Regions from separate parts of the Acanthopagrus latus genome. Here region 2 is linked to region 1. The links are chromatin contacts, called in public Hi-C maps. All regions are on one chromosome and are shown on one strand. Each heading gives the region's core, a stretch centred on a gene start, on an enhancer-like site or on the middle of the called end of the contact. The rest is flanking DNA. Distances are from core to core; before and after follow the strand shown.

Region 1 (3,110 bases), core at 324-2,823:
CGGAATCGAAATAAGTCGTCGGAATAACATCAAGACAATGCAGATGGCCCAGAGTAGATTTGCATACACAAAAAGTGACAATCACAACAGTTGACTCTCCCCCAGTGCCAGCTGCTGTGGTACACTAATACCAGTGGATGTGTTCGCGTTGGTCATAGGGGCTATGTGAGACCCGTTAGCCAACGCTGAACTGCGCGGAGTTTACCTGAACATAAACATAAAACAGCCCGCAACACATGAACGAGAATACTGTGAAGGATTTCATGATAACAGCCGGCTGGTCGAGCTGCCCATTTTGCTCATGACACACGTACGAAGAGGATGCCTGCCTACTTGTGAGACGAACGGCATCCATGTCACTGTATTTATAGATCGTTATGCTGCTATTAGGTGGCATGCATACCTTAAATCAGTTCCAGCACAGGCCTGCATAGACAAAGGAGCATGTAATATCTGCAAAGCTCTGACAACGTAACCACACAGTGGAATACGAGCAGAAGGCAGCAGCCCTCCTGACCGATAAACTAGTTAGCTGAACTTTTGTTAACGCTAGCTAGTTATCATAACGGCTCGCAACAACACTGAGTAACTGTTAACAGGACAATTTACACACTCAAGACCAAGTCGAAGGTATTCGTGTTAATTAAGACAATTAAATGTAGGCCATTTTGGCCTGCTGCATTATTATTGTGATAAAATTATATTCTGACTAAAATGCTTTCGGTACGGAACATGAGAGGAACTCGACCACCAGTGCCATTTGCTAGGTAGCTTTAGCATTAGCCATCTTGCTATTTAGCTCGCTAGTCAGCAGCCCAGCACTGTTTTGGAAATGTGTGGCAGCTCGTCTCTCTCGACTAACGTTACACTCAACCAGGGCGTTGCTTGTCCGACGCTAGCGTTGTATTAACCAAGCGACAAGGTGGTTTGTAAACACTGTGGTGTATGTGTGTGTGGGGGTGTTATTTTACGCCAACACAACAATGTTAACGTTACCTCGGAACGCAGCTTGGGGATGAGCGGTCTATCTCCCAGGTCGCAAAGAGGTTCATGGGCACAGGCATGCTGCCGGAGCCCAGGACCACAGCCCCGGCTAACACTCCAGTCGGGAGGCTTGTCGGTGCTGGTCCACCGCCGCCACCGCTGCTTGGGTTCAGGAAAGCGGCCCGGACGCCTCCTCTCTCTACAGCCGCCGCCATCATCACCTCCACTGCCGGGGGGAGCAGCTCTAGCTAAGTGTCGGACAAACGCGGGAGCCGCTGAACTCTGTGCTGCCTGCTCCTGCTCCTCCAGACTCCCAGCTCCTCTACACTGACTGGGAGATGCTGATAGGCGGGGCGGGGCATGTCGCTGCTGATAGGGGGCAGCACGTCCCCGCTTCTAGGGTGGGACATCTCTGTCTGATGGCGCTACATGTCCTCCTGTAGAGATATGGGGGTAAGCATGCGACAGGAATGGTATGTAAGAGCAGCTATTATAGACTGAGATGTGACAGGAAATAATCAGGAAAGTTCGAGTTAGGTTAGACCTTGTTTATCAGCCACATTCCCACCATTTCTGTTTGTTGACTCCGTTTGTTGTCAATACGTACAAATAAAGCAGAATACACAGGACTATAAAATAATCAAATCACGTGTTTATAAGGAGATGTTATGTCTGGTCTGAAGGTGATGAATTAAAACATCTAAAAATGACTTTTTTATTCAAGCTTGGTGTATCACAAATGCCTCGTCTCAGACAAAAAAACTTCTACCATAAATACATGTGTATTAGTTAAAAATGTAAAAGGGTTCATAAATTGTAACCCTATGTGCTATATAGTTGCTTTTAAAGGGATGCTGTGTAGTTTTGGAAATTGAGAACTGTGATATTTAAAATATTAATGAGGTGATAACAATTTAAAAATAATATGAAATTGAAAAAGCAAGCTGTCCTCAGAGAAAAATAAGTTCCCCAGAACACTGTTTGAAGCTTGAAAAGGTGACAGGGTCTGCCACATATAAACAAACTAAAACAGTATGAAATTGCTGTTGGTTTGTTTATTCAGTCATTTGAATGAAGAGAGTGTGTTTATTTAGTTTGTTTAGGAATAAAAGAAATCAGTCAATGAAGATCTATCTCTTGAATCTGTATAAAATGTCTATCCCAAACCAGCATAGTGCCCCTTTAATCCTCATAGCTCATACATTTTGTGTTTAGTTTTTAATTACTGTGGCAGTAAATGCTCACTGTTGGCCAGTGTAAGATTTGGTGGCGAGGATAGCTTAAGTTGCGTCACATCACTGTAATTCAGCCCTTGATACCAGGAAAAGAGAATATCTAGACCATTTCACAATACAAGAATATCCAGTGGTTGGTACAATATACAATATACAAAATAAAACATATAAGCTACATGATGCACTACATAACACTTGCATATTTCTTTTATGGTTATGTTGCTACTCCCCATTAAATTGCAATGCCTAAAAAGATTTAATAATTTTTCTCTTTTTGTAAAATGGTTTCACAGTAAACCTTCAGTATCTGCTTTGGTAAGAACTCCCAGTCTGTGATCACATAATGACACCTGGTACATGATGCAGTCTTTGCTCTCGTGTTGTGAAACCTTGTGACTGTAACTCTGACTAAGGGCTCACAGAAAGCTGACTTGACTTGACACGCTCAGGAGGGTTGGGTAACGGTGTGTGTGTGACAGCCTGTTTAAACATATTGCGAAAAAGAAAAGAAAAAAAAAAATTCCTGAATTTGCCAAATATTGCTGCGTTTTGCACAATCGGTTGTCTGACCTAAAAGCAATACATCATTTCACCAAAACATTCTTTTGTACCAAGTCATCACTGTTGGCAGGTTCACCTTTGCGTCACAGACCTTTTTGAATGTTTGTTTAGACTTTGAATAGAGCCGCGCTGACATGCACCACAGCTCACACAAAGGGGATGCTATTTCTTAAAAAAGTAAGCTTGGCACTTTGTTTGTTACAGTCTCATTTGATATATTGTTGCCACTGCAAAACAAATGCTGTGGGTGTAAGAAATCTAATCTTTAGTCATTGCTAGGCAACTCTGTACCTGACAGCACTTAATCTTCCAGACCGAAACAGTGGCAAC
Region 2 (3,471 bases), core at 786-3,285, 160 kb before region 1:
AAACAACCGCTGTGTCTCCTGGTCACCAGTGGACCTGGACTCCAAATTATCAACTTTAGATGTCATGGCAGCAACTGTGTGCTTGATTTGTGGCTTTCCGGAGGAGCATTGCTTTAATCTTAGTAGGCAGTAATGGAGGCGACTGTGACTACCGCGGAGCAACTTCTGTCATCTGTAATGTGCCAGACCCAACTAAACAAATCTGAAACCCAAGTCATCGCTGGCTGGATGCTTGCTTTCAAAATGAACACGAACCATAATGCATGCACAGACAGTCCTGAGCTCCTCTCTTCTGTGTGAGTGCTCTTTGACTGTCCTCTGATCTGCTTCCCTGGGGTTCAGTCAGCTGTTGGAACCTACAGGCTGCTGCTGCTCCCCGCCGCATGGCTGCAGCCTGCTTCACAGTGACAGAGGGGACAGCCTGTGTGCACTGATGGGAAGTCCTTCACACGGCCTGGCATGTCTGTCTGTCTGTCTGTCTGTCTCTGTGTGTAGATGCATGTGTGCATGAATGTGTGTGTCCATCTTTCTGAGAATCAGTGTGTGTGTGTGTCATGTGTTAGAGTTGGGGTGGGCTTGGTCATAAATAGAATCGTCATTTGCTCAAGTCTATTTAGAGCACACTGCCTGTCATGTAATGCTCTGACTTCCTCACAGCCAGTCAAGTTTGTGTCGTAATTGTCTTCCATCTTGACACAACTTGATTTTTCTGCAATCAACAGCTTCACGATTAAATCCAAGCTCACTGTCCCTGTCTTTTACTCTGTGCATTAATATGACCATGCAGCACTTTGCCTGCTGGTGTTATGATTGTGCAGATTATCTAGGTGTGACCTCAACCTCGTTGCAGATTCCATGAATGGATGAATGAGTGCACAGCACCGTGTGTTATACTGCAGCATATCTAGGCCAAACAATACCTGAGTGACGCTCAAATCAAATGCAAGTTGGAGTTGGCTGACGTCCAACGCGCAGTCACCTGACTCACCTTCTTCATGATACCCGTCTTCCTCTTGCTGAAAGTGGTGTAACGTCTCAACTTGTTGTCAATAAATTCCATCTTTATCTTGACGCGCCCACGTGTCTTCTTCCCCGGCTTTGCCCCGGCGACCCCTCCGGGAACCATGCCGTAGCCTCCGGCAGCGACTCCCACCTCCTGCCCCGTCACCGCGGCTTCCATCTCCCTCTCCCGCTTCACCCCTCTCCTGCTGTCCCCGAGTGAACCCACTGGGTCGTCGTCATCCCCCGAGTCCGAGTCGTTATCTGAGCCGCTGCACATGGGAGCGGGCTCCCTGTCCGGGTCGAACCTGGTTCCGTGAGCCAACACGACCTGGGTGTTTAACCCCACCATGTTGCCCTGGACGGCGGTCTGTAGAGCCACGCCGGCCCCGTTCCCCGGTCTTGCCCCTCTCGGACCACCTGGACCGTTAGCCCCCAGCATCCCGACGGCGTCTCTCTCCCCCTGTCGCCCGGCGGCTCCGGCGCTCTCGCTGACCCCCGGTAAAGCTTGCCCTGCTCTGATCAAAACGGGACGTATCCCGCCACCGAGAACCCCCGAACCGTGTCCCGCGGTACCTCTGCCTGAAGCTGACCCGTTTCCAGATGGTGCCGACCCGACCCGGCTCGGTAACATTCTATTTACTGGACCGAGTCTCTGAACACCAGCCAAACGAGCTGGAGTGTCGCCGCGGTGTCTCGTAAGCGACCGATAAACACGCGCACACGGCCGGGCCACAAAATGTAAACAGACCGGGCCGCTTGGAGGTTTGGAGAAGCCAGGAAATAACCGAGACAAACTTTGTAAAGTGATGCTGCCCCCGAGACCCTTCAACCCCGGCTCAGTTTGGTGTGCCCTCCTCCTCTATCTCCAAAACTCCGAGCGCTTTCTCAAAAAGGAAAACGCGAAGAGCGCCCTCCATGCCGCTCCGCCACGTCACGTAGTCCGCCTCGTGAGCCGATAGGAGAGCGAGCATCGGCCTGCTGGCGCTCGTGATCTCAGCTTAACTCCATCTTTAACGCGGTATTTATCTCCCCACGGCTCAGGGTCGCGTTAAAACGTCTAATTCTAAAGCGGCGTTTACGGCGGCGGAGTGATATTACAACCCAGGAACTACTTCCCTCCTTATAAAGAGATACAATGTTTCCTTATATGGTGCTGTCTCTCCTTATTTGGTGAGTCACAGCGTCGCCTATCGATTGGCTGAGGATTATCTGAGTAGCGCCGTGATTGGCCGAGAGGGCAGGCTCATTGGCATAAATACCAAAATGGTTGCGCTACCGACAACGTCACCGAGAACAGGCACAGGCACCAAAATAACAAAACATCCAACTTTTTATTCCCCACAGGTTGCCCAGCGCCGCACCACACACATGTTTTCCCACAGTTTGAAAGCCAAGACATGTCTTTGTCGATATGTCTTGGCTGAAGGAGTTGAAGTGATTCTGAATTACTTGGATTTTGTCCAGTATTTTATTTAACTGTTGGTAGATATATAACCTAAATTTAGATACATTAACACGGATCACATGCATGATTCCTGTGTGTGTGTGTGTGTGTGTGTGTGTGTGTGTGCGTGCGCGCGCGCGCGCGCGCGTATCGTATACTTATCTGCTTCCCCTGAAAATATAGCAGATCTACTCCACCATCAAACACTATTAATTTCCTTGCAGACTAGACCTGCATCACACTACCTTTTATAATAGTTCCAAGACTAATGTTCTCTGTGCTGGCAAGCTGAATCAGTATGCGTTATTAATACTCATGCATTCAACATGTAACCCTGTGTCACTTTCACATCAGATGCAACTTGTCAGGGTATGACAAACTGGAAAAGGTGTATCTAATAACATTAAAGATCTGTTCAAGTGTCCCAGTAAGTCAAGTGAAGGCAGCAGGACCCTTAAACTGCAGCAGCTAAATGGAATTCGGCCATCATCGATGCTCTTTTCTCGCTGTGACACGTCCAAAAGGGCTATCACAGGAAAATCTACCAGAAGGCACTTCAGTGTACTTATCTGACAGCGCTTGCAATGATGCAACAAACCCAACCCACCTAGTGCTACAGACAGGTTAAAACAAATACAAGATATTTTGGTATTTGAACGTGGTTTCTCTCCCAAGACTGTTTTGGCAAGATGCTGTGGGGTTTTCATTTGAATGCATGGGCTTTTATGATCATGAGAACTCCTTGGGGTGGAAATGCCCATGGGGATAAAGTTGTCACAATATATTAAATGAGTTGAGGTATCATGTTTCACACCAAGCAACAACAGAAGCTGAATTATATAGATATTTCTTTAAAAAGATACCTCCAACATGCCAAAAAACACTCCAAAAGTGTGGATCTGTGTGCAGGTTTGAAGTTGAGCCTCTTCATCCATCACCGTACAGTACTTGGACAGTGGGCCATCGAGCTCTCATGGGCTACAATCTGGGCTCTCATGGTCAGAGCCTACAAGAGGAGACCCACA

Evidence for each region. Hi-C and Micro-C count contacts between places; a contact is called where the count stands out from the background.
Region 2: a contact with region 1 is called in a Hi-C map of muscle, with 4 times the contacts expected there. The contact joins the promoter of srfb here to the promoter of zmp:0000000755 in region 1. A contact is called at or near these places in 2 of 4 Hi-C or Micro-C datasets (both in muscle).

The regions. Positions count from the first base shown.
Region 1 is chr15:12,738,680-12,741,789 of fAcaLat1.1, reverse strand. zmp:0000000755 (phosphofurin acidic cluster sorting protein 2) reads right to left here and starts at 1,573. Exons shown (of 25, transcript XM_037124650.1): 1 at 997-1,573. The coding sequence starts at 1,202.
Region 2 is chr15:12,896,665-12,900,135 of fAcaLat1.1, reverse strand. srfb (serum response factor b) reads right to left here and starts at 2,035. Exons shown (of 8, transcript XM_037123767.1): 1 at 989-2,035. The coding sequence starts at 1,633. It overlaps LOC119033531 (a long non-coding RNA gene), which reads left to right. Exons shown (of 2, transcript XR_005079270.1): 2 at 3,356-3,471.